2 separate regions of the Sus scrofa genome follow, and region 1 is linked to region 2. A link is a contact called in public Hi-C data. All regions are on one chromosome and are shown on one strand. The core of a region is the stretch at or near the end of the contact, and the rest is flanking DNA. Distances in the headings are between cores, read along the strand shown.

What was found. A called contact is a pair of places that touch in the nucleus more often than the background predicts.
Region 1: a Hi-C map of liver shows a contact between it and region 2, with 1.8 times the contacts expected there. The contact joins two enhancer-like sites. A contact is called at or near these places in 2 of 47 Hi-C or Micro-C datasets (embryonic fibroblasts and liver).

What each region holds. Positions count from the first base shown.
Region 1 is chr4:17,411,801-17,418,313 of Sscrofa11.1, forward strand. No RefSeq gene overlaps it. Among named protein-coding and RNA genes, the nearest start is that of SHAS2, 170 kb to the right of the region's middle. Within about 2 kb of position 4,056, at least 9 of the 83 cell types and tissues checked have an H3K27ac peak or open chromatin away from gene starts, as enhancers often do. A contact at or near this core is called in liver, where this site is marked.
Region 2 is chr4:16,830,404-16,836,564 of Sscrofa11.1, forward strand. No RefSeq gene overlaps it. Among named protein-coding and RNA genes, the nearest start is that of ZHX2, 280 kb to the left of the region's middle. Within about 2 kb of position 2,073, at least 2 of the 83 cell types and tissues checked have an H3K27ac peak or open chromatin away from gene starts, as enhancers often do. A contact at or near this core is called in liver, where this site is marked.

The DNA of each region.
Region 1 (6,513 bases), core at 2,806-5,305, 580 kb after region 2:
AGAGCTTGGAAAGGAGGCTGAGATGGACTGTCCAATGAGTTAGAAGAGAAAACTGTATCAATTACGCTGAAAACCAAAAGAAGAAATGTGTTAGGAAAGGGGAAATATCTGCCCATAACAATTGCTTCTGCAGTGTCAAATAGGATGAGAACAAATGTGGGGAAAAAATTTGGCAGGATACCCAGGGACTTGGATAATTTCCTATTGAGTGTAACAGAGTGACGCTTGATGGGAAATGGTTAGAAAGTAAAATATAAGGAAGTAAATCTTCTTTTCAAGAAAGAAGACAGAGAATTAGGATGGTAGCTGAAGGAACCATGAGAATTTTTTTTGTAAAGTTTTCCAACAGGGACCTGATTATAGCACAAAGAATTTAATATTCTGTGATCATTTATGTAGAAAAAGAATCTGAAAGAGAATGGATGTATGTGCATGCATAACTGAATTACTTTGTTGTACAGCAGAAATTATCACAACAATGCAAATCAACTATACTGAAATAAAACTTTTTATAACATGAAAAAAAATTAGTTTGTTTTCAGACAGGAGATCATAGAGCACGTTTGTGTGCAGTTGGGATTAAACGAGCTAAAGGGATCGTGGCTCAGCGATAAACAAACCTGACTAGGATCCATGAGGAGGCGGGTTCAATCCCTAGCCTCGCTCAGTAGGTTAAGGATCCGGTGTTGCCCTGAGCTGTGATGTAGGTCACAGATGCGGCTCAGATCCCACGTTGCTGTGGCTATGACATAGGCCAGGAGCTGTAGCTCTGATTCAAACCCTAGCCTGGGAACTTCCATATGCGGCAGGGCCGACCATAAAAAAGCAAAATAAATAAATAAATAAATAAACCAGCTGAAGAGAGAAATCGATGGTGCCGGGTAAATGGGGGTGATAGTAGAGAATTTCCTGAGCAAGTTAAAAAACAAGCCATAGTGAGGTTGGTTTAAAATATACTGTAATGGGAAGGCAATCAAAGATTTCAGGTACCGCTGCTGGCAAGTTGATGTATTTGGCTACAAGAAAGAAGAGGAGTTTTTCATCTTTTTTTTTTTTTTCCTTTATCCTGTAAAGTGTAAAGATGAGCATCTGCTGAGTGTTTAGGTGGGAAGGGTGGAGAATAGGGAATAACTGGAGCAAGGCAGAGGAGAGCAGGGTGATGGAGAATGTTACAAGTGACCTGTAATGGGAGGAAACAGTTCAAGCTGGAGGAACAAATAAAATGCCAGTGTGATCAGGGCACAGCTTACCAGGATATGAACTGAGGTTGGAAAAATAAGCAGGGCCTATATGCACATCACTCTTAGGGATCATGAACTGTTAAAACAGTGGGTAGCCATTGAAAGGTTTTAAGCAAAGGGGTAATATAACTACATATGCATTTTATTTTTTTCTTTTATTTTTTTCAGTAGACACTGGTAATGTTATTTTGGTTTTTTATAATGATTTTTAGTTTTTCCATTATAGCTGGTTTACAGTGTTCTGTCAATTTTCTTTTTTTTTTTTTTTTTTTTTTTTTTTGGCTTTTTGCTATTTCTTGGGCCGCTCCCGCGGCATATGGAGGTTCCCAGGCTAGGGGTCCAATTGGAGCTGTAGCCACCAGCCTACACCAGAGCCACAGCAACGCGGGATCCGAGCCGCGTCTGCAACCTACACCACAGCTCACAGCAACGCCGGATCGTTAACCCACTGAGCAAGGGCAGGGACCAAACCCGCAACCTCATGGTTCCTAGTTGGATTCGTTAACCACTGCGCCACGACAGGAACTCCTGTCAATTTTCTACTGTATAGCAAGGTGACCCAGTTACACATACATGTATACATTCTTTTTCCTCCCATTATCATGCTCCATCATAAGTGACTAGACATAGTTCCAAGTGCCACACAGCAGGATATATGCGTATTGTAAAATTATCCATCTGCCTACAGAGAAGGAATACACTGGGGCGGAGAGGGGGTGCTGGGTATGGGGAGTGTGAGGGTACATGGGTCCCCCCCATAGTTATCCATGTGAGGGACTGTGTTATAATGATCTAAAAGTGTGATGGTTAAATGGAGTGAAGTGGGTAGAATGCACAGATATTTCAAGAGTAAAATTGGTAAGACTGGGCTTCAAAAATTAGTATAGAAGGGGTGGAAATAAGAGAGGCATATAAATCTGTCTTCAAATGTTGTCACCAGTACAGCCAGAAATCAATGGTGCTACATGAGGCTTAGTTTTAGGAAGAGAAGTTATAAGTTTCATGTGTGAAATGTTGGTCTTTTAGGACCATTGATATGTTCAAGAGCAGGATGCTCAACAATTATTGTGATAAACGAATTTGAAAAATAGGAAATCCGGGATGGATACATAAAACTGAGGTCCTTTCAGGAAAGAGTAATGGTTCTGACAATAAAGATGCAGATTTTGACAACTATGACAATATTAGCTAACATTTATTGAGTGATTATAATTTTCCAGACACTGTGCCAAGCATTTTACATGTATTATCTCTTTTAATGATTCAACAGGCTTAATGAGATAAGGTACTTGTATTAGGTCCATTTTGCAGATGGGAAAATGTAGGCAGAGAAAGATTAAGTAAATTGCCTAAGCCAAATAGATGGTATATTTGAAGCCGAAATTTGACAGTAAATGTTAGTAGACATGAGAGAGAGTGAGATGCTTAATAAAATATCCTTTCATTAAAGTAGAAATCCCTCTTCAGGAGTGCCCATTGTGGCTCAGCAGATTAAGAACCCAACGTAGTCTCTGTGAAGACGTCAATTCAATCCCTGGCCTCACTCGGTGGGTTAAGGATCCACTGCAGCCTAGGTCACAGATGCAGCTCAGATCTGGTGTTGCTGTGGCTGTGACATAGGCCTGCAGCTGCAACTATGATTCTACCCCTAGCCTGCGAACTTCCATATGTAGCAGGTATGGCTGCAAAAAGGAAAAAAAGAAAAAGAAATCCCTTTTTAGCTACAAGTTTGGATACCCTCAACTTGTCAAATTCTTAAACAATGATTGTGCACTAGTTTATTTCTTTAAATTTCTACATGAGTGTGTTTGCCATTAACTACTAGTATTTTGATTTTTTTAACCCTGCACATGGCATGCAGAAGTTCCTGGGCCAGGGATTGTACCCAAACCATAACAGTGACAATGCTGGCTTTTTCATCACTAGGCCACCAGGGAACTCCTAACTACCACTCTTTTTAGATTTTTTAATAACATTTATTTTCATAACAGAAGCAATAAATGGTCATGGTAAACAAATTCAGGTACGCCTGGAGAGGAATATAAAAATGCCTGTATTCTCAAGCACCAAAAATGGAAAAAAATCATTTATTTTAGTTTTAATTCATTCCTGACATGCATATGTTTGTATACCTGCGCATAAAACAAATTTGTATCAGAAGTGGAACAAAATGTACAAATTAATTACAACTTGCTTATTTAGGTAATACATGGCAAGCCTCTTTCAATTATTAAGGCGTATGTTACAGCATTTCTTAGACAAGTCTAGTCTGTTCCTGTGACCATAACAGACAGTTTCTTCTCATATGTTGATGTGCCCAGGATACCTCTCAGGTACTTTCTGGTCATTGATGATAGGGATGTGTGTGTGTGTGTTGTATATGCGTGTGAGGGGGTAAAGGGTGGCTGGCATTTTATGTCCAACTCGGATTCTACCTAGAACAATTCCTAGAAGCAATTCCTAGAGTGGTCACGCACTTTTATTTTCTCCTTGAGGTCTCTAGTTTCAGTCTTTCCCCTTCCCATAACCTCTGACTTCTTTGTTCTCTGTGTCATTGCTGATGGTTTGTAACGTTGGCGGCAAAGGAAGGAAAACGTTTATTATTATTTTCCCTAAGGCCCTGCTTGGTTCAGGCCAGGGGATATGTTGCTTTGTTTTCAGAATTGGGCTTTATGTATATTTTGTTAAATTCCCCAAAGACCTCTAGACACCAAGGACTAGAAAATGAAAAATGACTATTATTGTTACCCTACTTTGCTCAGGATCAGGAGCCACCACATGTTTCTGACTTTCCAGACAGACTCCAAGCTCCTCCCTCACTGGCAGTGTGCTAAAGGCCAAGTAGAACTGTTTACTCCTGTTACAATTATCACAGAGGCATGCCTGATCCTGAAAAATTGGAAACTTATAAAAGTTACTTCAATTCACATATGCGTTTTGCAAGATTTGAGCTGTACTGTATCCTTAAAGGTGTAACTATTCAAAAAAGAGAGAGAGAGAGAAAAAAAAAGTCTCAGTCAGTTCAGCCAAAAAAAATTGTTTCCCCAATACCAAATATTGACATTTTGGAAGAATCTAGGCCATGAGTTCATTTATTTACTTTTCCTACAGATGTTTGTCATACAGCTTGGGATCCTGATTCTTTATTTAGTTTCCTTTGAAACCTAAAAATCAATCCACCAACAATTATTAAGTATTGGTTGTGTACCAGATCCTGTGCTAGGCACTGTGGAAATGTGTGAACGTCAGCTTGGTGTGGTGGGAAAAAAATAAAAATGAAAGACTTCCAATTTCAGAAATCTAAAAACTTGCTTTTACTCCCTAAAAACGATGATGTGATAGACAAGTCAGGCTTTTCTCTGATCTCTGTTTCCTCACCTGTAGAAAGTTCGTCTCCTTCTCACAGAGCCGGTGTGAAAAGTCGTGTGAGGATGCGTGTTGACATCCTGTGAGGTATGCACAAATGATGGTGATAGCCAAAGATTCGTAAAATATTCCCCTCTAACCTCAAGGAACTTGCAGCCTAGTTGGAGGAATCAGAGGTACATATTCAAGAACTTAATAACCGTGTAAGCGTAAAATAATACCAGACAGAGATTCCAAAGATGTTGCAAGACAGTGCATGATTAATTGCCAAAGAGGAGAGACTTGGGCAGAGAGAAAGGGAGAGCAGCGTGTGCTGGTATCTTCAAGGGACAGATGAAAAGACAGCCCAACCCCCACGAGGGCATTCAGATTATGAGTCTGTAGACAGTCAAAATAGCATGCAAGTAACAGTCTTATCATGCTTGAAAATCAAATGTCTGATGTTAAGATAAACAGCTTAATAGGCAAAAATGTTCATGGCAATTTCAGACCTTTGGCTGTGTGTGTTGGAAAGGGAGACAGTGTGATCAGTAACAAGAAATGAAACTAAGGCATTAGAAACAACTATATTCAAATCCTGACTACCCAGGGTTGCCTTCCTGGCTGTTTCCTAGTTAGTGTGCCTCCGTGGGTTTTTGTCTCCTGAAGCCTGGAGCGTAATATTTACTTCGTAGGCTATTTAAGAGTTAGTGGAGCTAACTAGGTAGAGGGTGAGTTTATGCAGGGGTGCGTGGGAATATGCCAAAGAGAGGGAACAGCGTGCCCAAAAGCCCTGAAGAGAGACTGTTTTGAGGACTGGATGAAAGAAGAGAAAGCCAATGAATCTGCCGTATAGTGGGTGGTGGCTGCCTCTGGAGGGATAGGAAAGAGCCACGGTAGGCAGGGACCTTGTAGGTCCCTCAGTGTTATAGACTCGATTCTAGTGAGTGATTTAGAAGCCAGTGGATTGTTTTGAAGGCATGGTGGGGGGACTAGTGGCAGAGGGAAAGAACCCACTGGCAAACATAGGAGATGAATGGGGTTAGGTGGTGTGCACTTTATTATGGCACATTACAGCTAGAAAATTGATCCCTTTAGTGAGTAATGTGTTAAACTAAGTTTAGAATTAAGGACAATGTCAGTTCAACAGTAATTACTCCCAGTAATCTTTCTTTCTTTTTTTTTTTTTTTTTTTTTTTTTTTGCAGGACTGCACCTGCGGCCTATGGAGGTTCACAGGCTAGAGGTCCAATCAGAGCTGTAGCCACCGGTCTACACCAGAGATGCATCAACGCAAGATGCAAGCCGCGTCTGCAACCTACACCACAGCTCACAGCAATGCCAGATCCTTAACCCACTGAGCAATGTCAGGAATCAAACCCGAAACCTCATGGTTACTAGTCGAGTTCGTTAACCACTGAGCCATGATGGGAACTCCTCTCCTAGTAATCTTTCATCTTGCCTTGGCCCCCTCCCATTTTCAGAAGTAACAGTTTCAACTCTTCCCTTCAAACTTGCTGGAAAATAGAGTAAGTGTCTTGCAGATGTGGAGTAAAAACAGATGTGTTTGGGGATTACTTTAAAAAGTGGACTCCAGTTTTCAAGTGTAACCCCAATCCAAGACAAGTTGTGTTTGAACAGGTTAGTGATCAGGGAGATATGTTTATATAAAACCTTGCCTTCCAAGCATCAGTTTCTGGACGCCTTTTTTTTTTTTCCCCCAGCTGCATTTACTGCATAGGATAACAAACCCAGCAATCTTTGGGATAACTGACAGGAAAAAAACTGTGACTTAAAGCCAAGGCAAGCTGGGACCCTCTCTGATTTATAAAGCATTTCTACTGCAATGAATTTTCCTTAGAATTAGGAATAATACACCTCCTCTGTGTGTTTTCAATAACTCCATGAGGGGAAAATGAGCAAGAAAA
Region 2 (6,161 bases), core at 823-3,322:
ACTGGTATCCCTTGTTGCTATGGCTGTGGTGTAGGCTGGCGCTATGGCTCTGATTCAACCCCTAGCCTGGGAACTTCCATGTGCCACCCCAGTGGCCCTAAAAAAAAAAAAAAATGAATTAATGAAAAAACACATGTACCCATACATTCATTGCAGCACTATTCACAATAGCTAAGATGTGGAAACCATCTAAATATCCATAGACAGATGAATGGATTAAGAAGATGTGGTACATATATATTGGAATACTACTCAGCCATAAAAACAACAGAATAATGCCATTTGCAGCAACAAGGATGTAGCTAGAGATTCTCATACTAAGTGAAGAAGTAAGTCAGAAAGAGGAAGACAAACGCCATAAGATATCACTTATATGTAGAATCTAAAATATGGCACAAATGAACATATCCCCAGAAGAGAAACAGACTCATAGACACAGAGAACAGACATGTGGCTGCCAAGGGGAGGAAGGAGGGAGTGGGATGGACTGGGAGTTTGGGGGTGGTAGAAGCAAGCTATTACATTTAGAATGGATAAGCAATGAGGTCCCATTGTACAGCAGAGGGAAATATATCCAGTCTCTTGGGATAGAACATGATGGGGGAGGATATGAGAAAAAGAGTATGTATACATATATATATGTCTGAGTCACTTTGCTGTATAGCAGAAATTGGCACAATATTGTACATCAATTATACTTTAATAAACACATAAAAATGTGAATTAACTTTTATCAGAAATTTTATGTGTGTGTGAGTATGTGTGTGTAAAATCATTCATTTACTTCACAATATACAAATAGGCATATTGGCAGTAGAAAGAGATTGTCCTTCTAAATATCTTGGATCTAGGGAAGGAAAAGCCTAACATACAATGATTACTTGATAAATATAAGCACTTTTAGTGTCAGGACTCTGAAGTCATAAATCTTGCTTTGCCTTTACAGGAATCTCTAAATATCATTTATGATGACAACATAGAGCAGAATTCCATGGTGGATCTGAAGATTCTTCTAGCGTAATTCAGATCCCATTTTCTTGGGTTATTATATTCATTCCGCTCAGACTAACACATTGCTTGAATATAATGTTCGGCATATTTTTAGACCTTTATTATTTCTTCCTGGGGAATTGGCAAGAGGTCTGGTGAACATTAATTTTTAAATCCTGCAAAAAGTTATTTCTTTTAATCGAAACCCCTTTGGAGCGCTCACAAGTTGGAACCATAATTTCTTAGAAACAACATTGGTAGCCTGTCAAAATATTAAAAAAAAAAAAAAAAGAGTGATTTTTTTTTTTCTTGGTTTGCTTCAGGGGTTGCTTAAAGTGGCTCCTGATATTTTGAACACATAATAGTTTAGAAAACATCTTTGGCTGCTCAGGGTAATTTAAAGAGATTCTTTTTAATAGTACATTGTGTTTTTATTATAAATGTAGGAGAAAGTTTTGTTTATCCTTTAGAATTGGCTCTTTATTATAAAATAATTTCTGTACTGGGTATAGTACTTAATTTTTTTGTATTTATTTTTAAATTGTGTTGATATCTTGTTTATTTTTTGCTTTGATATTGAGAGAGTGTAGTCTGGAAGCAAAAATACTAGAGTTGGAGGAAGAAAACCTGGGATCTTGGCTAAGCTATCTACCATCTAAATCTCCATTTCCTCATCTGTAAAAGAAGAATAAGAATTGTTCCAAAGGCAACAGTTTGCATCTATTAATCCCAAATTCCCAATCCATCCCACTCCCTCCCCTCCCCCTTGGCAACCACAAGTCTGTTCTCCTTGTCCATGTTTTTCTTTTCTGTGGAAAGATTCATTTGTGCCGAGTATTCGATCCCAATTTTATATACTTTCTCAAGATGAAGCAAAAACATGAATATAATTGCTTTGTAAACAAGATAAAAGTATATGTGTATATGTATTATTGTCATCTGTCAAATGAAAATAATAATTCTTATTCATGGAGGTTGTTATGAGGATTAAATAATTCATACATATAAAAGAATCGCAGTGGAACATAATAGGCATTCAACAAGTATTAGGCAATGTTATTATTATTCTAATAAGTAATGTATTAAGCTTGTAGTCCAGGGTTCAGTCTTGCATGTTATGCAAAGCAAAATAATCCAACTGAACAAATATAGGGCATTGTGAAACCAAAGCCAAACCTGGCTAAGCACTAGAAATGAAAACAAAAACAGTTATAGAAAATTTTAAAAATTCAACAAAGATAAATTTCTAGTGTGATATGTACGGTTTAAATTTCTAGTGTGATATGTATGGTTTATGTTCCCTCAAAATTCATACGTTGAAATCCTAACCCTCAAGGCAATGGTATGAGGAGCTGGGGCTTTTAGGTGCTGATTAGGTCCTGAGGATGGAGTCCTCAACGATGAGATTAGTGCCCATATAAAAGGGGCCCAAGAGAGATGCCTCACGTCCTCTACCTGAGGACTCAGTGAGAAGGTGCGATCTATGAACCAAAGACATGTCCTTGTCCTTACAAGATGCTGAATTTGCTGGCACCTTGGTCCCCAATTTCTCAGCCTCCAGAACTGTAAGGAATATCTGTTTATTTAGAAGTCACTTAGTCTATGATACTTTGTTATTGCAGCCCAAACAGACTAAGATATAGTGCTTTTGGGGAGTCATTTCAGGACCAAAAAACATGTCTGGGCTTAAAATACCTATTAGGTACCCCCTGCCTTTTTTTGAGGGGAGGATTGCAGTTTCACTGGTTCCAACAAGCAACTCTACTTGGACATCTTGGTGAGACCTTCAAAGCTGTCAGGTTTAATTTCAAAAATGTAGAAAGGTGACTCATGCATGAAAAATGAACATGTATCAAATAATGTACAAAACTAATTAATTAATGATGGAATCAATACAGTGGTAAAGCTGGTTCGAAAGAAAACTGGAGGGTAGTTCCTGTCATGGCTCAGTGGTTAATGAAAGAGACTAGCATCATGAGGACATGGGTTCGATCCCTGGCCTCACTCAGTGGGATGAGGATCTGGTGTTGCTGTGAGCTGTGGTGTAGGTCACAGACAAGACTCGGATCTGGAGTTGCTGTGGTTGTGGTGTAGACCGGCAGCTACAGCTTGGATTTGACTCCTAGCCTGAGAACTTCCATATGCTGTGGATGTGGGCCTAAAAAGACACAGACACACAGACACACAGACACACACAGACACACACACACACACACACACACGGAAAAAAAAAACCTGGAGGAATGGAGATTTATATAGACAGGCATTCAAAGACACGCTAAAGTAAATTTGCTAATATATATACACTGGTTACTATCCTGCAGGGGAATACAACAATAACTTTGTGCTTTTCTTTTCTATTAGAGAGAAATCTGCAAGTTAACATGGAACTTCACAGAATTTGGGCTCTAATCAAAAAAGTAAATAGCAAAGACAAAGTGTCTTCTTTGTTAATGAAAAAATTCTTTGGTAAGTCTGTCAAACAATGCCTTATATTGAAAGCACATTTTCTTGTCTTATTTCCAAGTTTTGGATAATTTTATTTTATTAATAGAAAGACACTAGGTTTTAAAGAGGGCAAAGACATGATATGATTTTTGTTTTAAGAAAATCTCTAAGAGAGCCTTTGCCTTGGAGTCATAGACTTTAGGAGACCAATAGAGGAAGCAGGAGCACCCTCAAGGAGGCAAGTACTTTAGCCCAAGTGAGAGATTGTGTTAATGTGGACTACAAGAGCAGTGGCTGAGGTTGAAAGACATAGCCATATTTGAAATATATTTGTAAGGTAAAGCCAACAGGATTTGCGGATAGATTGGAAGTAGTGTATGAGAGAAAATGAGGAGTTGTGTTGAATGCTAGGTTTGGCTGGGTCCTGGGTATGCAGCATGAGGAACACAAATTCCCTGCCCACAAGGAGTTTACAGTCTACTGAGAGATTTTTTTGAGCAGGCTTATGGTTTCTGGGGGGACGGGGTAGGAAGTGGGATGGATGAGGAGTTTGGGGTTGGTGGATGCAAACTATTATGTTTAGGAGGTCCTACTATACAGCACAGGGAACTATATCCAACTCTTGGGGCGGAACATGATGGAAGATAGTATGAGAAAAAGAATGTATATATATATGTATGACCGGGTCACTATGTTGTACATTGGAAATTGACACAACACAGTAAATCAACTATACTCTAATAGAAATTAAAATGAGTTCCCTTTGTGGTGCAGTGGAAACGTATCCAACTGGGAATCATGAGGTTGCGGGTTCAATCCCTGGTCTTGCTCAGTGGGTTAAGGATCCGGCATTGCCATGAGCTGTGGTGTAGGTCACAGACGTGGCTTGGATCTGGCCTTGCTGTGGCTCCGGTGTAGGTCGGCAGCTACAGCTCCGATTAGACCCCTAGCCTGGGAAACTCCATATGCCGCTGGTGTGGCCTTAAAAAGATAAAAGACAAAAAAGAAATGATGATAAAAATGATTAAAAATAGCAACACCATTTTAATTACAAACTCCAAATTGCTTACAATAGGTAAACTACTATGAAAAATACAAAGTGCTGAGGTAGTGATGAGAGGGAGGGAAACTCTTTTTAACTGGTGCTGAAGGAAGGCCTCACAAGAAGGCAGGAAGATGAAGGATAAGAAGGAACTGGTTATGTAGAGTCAAGGGAAAAACATTCCAGAATAAGGGCATAGCTACATAAGGGATCTTAGAGCAAGGACTCAACTTTTGGGAACTGAAAGAAGAGCTGTGTGGCTGGAATACATTGAATGAGGACTTATGAAGTCAGCAAAGTAAGCATTATAGAGCATTGCATGATAAATAAAAGGTTTGCTTTTATTTATTTATTTATTTATTTATTTATTTATTTATTTATTTATTTTGTCATGCAGCTTATGGAGTTCCTGGGCTAGGGATCAGATCCAAGCCACAGTTGTGGTCCATGCTGCAGCCATGCTGAACCCTTTAATCCACTGTGCTAGGCCAGGGATTGAACCCACATCCTGGTGCTCCAGAGATGTTGAGTATACCATTGTGCCACACCTGCAACTCCATTTTGGTTTTATCCTTGGTACCACAGGAAGCAGTAATCTGTATGATAAATGATGATTGCTTGGACTGATGATCCTGGCTCGCTCACTAATTATGGATATCACCTGTGAATAGAAGATACTGTCCCCCCCTCCTTAATTCCTGGCTTTCAGTTTTTCACTCTATGGGTTTAACACTGCAAGTAACTAAGCTGTTAGTTAGAGAAGTACAATGATGTGTATTTAGTTGGCTCATGCATTCCAAGAAAATGTTGACAAACACAACTTGAGAAGAACAGAGAATTCATCAGAGGCTCAGAAACAATTAGGTTCAGGTGTTCGATGAGTCAGATTCACTGCCTCACCTGCTCCTCTCTGGGCTGCAGCTTTATAATCTCTCAGGGAAGCTCCTGAATGATATACCTTAAAACTTCTGTCAGAAGGTAGAGACTCCTTTGTGGTCCCAGGTTCAAAACCCTAGGAGAAAGCTCTGATAAAGATGAGCTTGAGCTAGATGCTCACAGTGGAATAAACCGACATTGGTAGAAGCATGAGGTCATGTAGGAATATGGTAGCTTCCATGAAATAAATGGAAAAAAGAGAGAGGATTGGATCCTATAAATGGTTGTGAAGGAGTAACAGTGTTACAATTCTCATATTTAATCTGAGGGTATTTGGAAAATAATTACTGAGCATCTACTGGGTGTCATGTATTACACACTTAAGATATAAGATGTCTCAGAGTCTCTTCCAACAGTCAGGTTCTGCAATTCTGTGAGATTTTGCAACAAAGTGATAAAACAGCTTGTTACTCTGGTAGCTGTGAATTTTAAGTAATTATCTTTAGGTTTCCCAGTTTTTTTCAGTAAGGGAAATAAATGGTTTAAATTCTCTGAAAAAAAACACAAAGCTCTGCATTTCTAATTTATTATACCGTACCTTTTTTTGGGGGGGGGATCCATTTCCTGCTGTGTTTTGGGTTTTCTCAAAACATTACCACTGTGTAAAGGCTTTCAGTTGAGTGTTTGAGAACCCACACACATAAGTGCCTTGGCTCTCACTTTTCCATCTGGAAAGCTCTTCTTCCCAAATTTCCACAAAGTTTGCTTCCTTACATCCTTTAGGTTTTTGCTTAAATGTCACTGT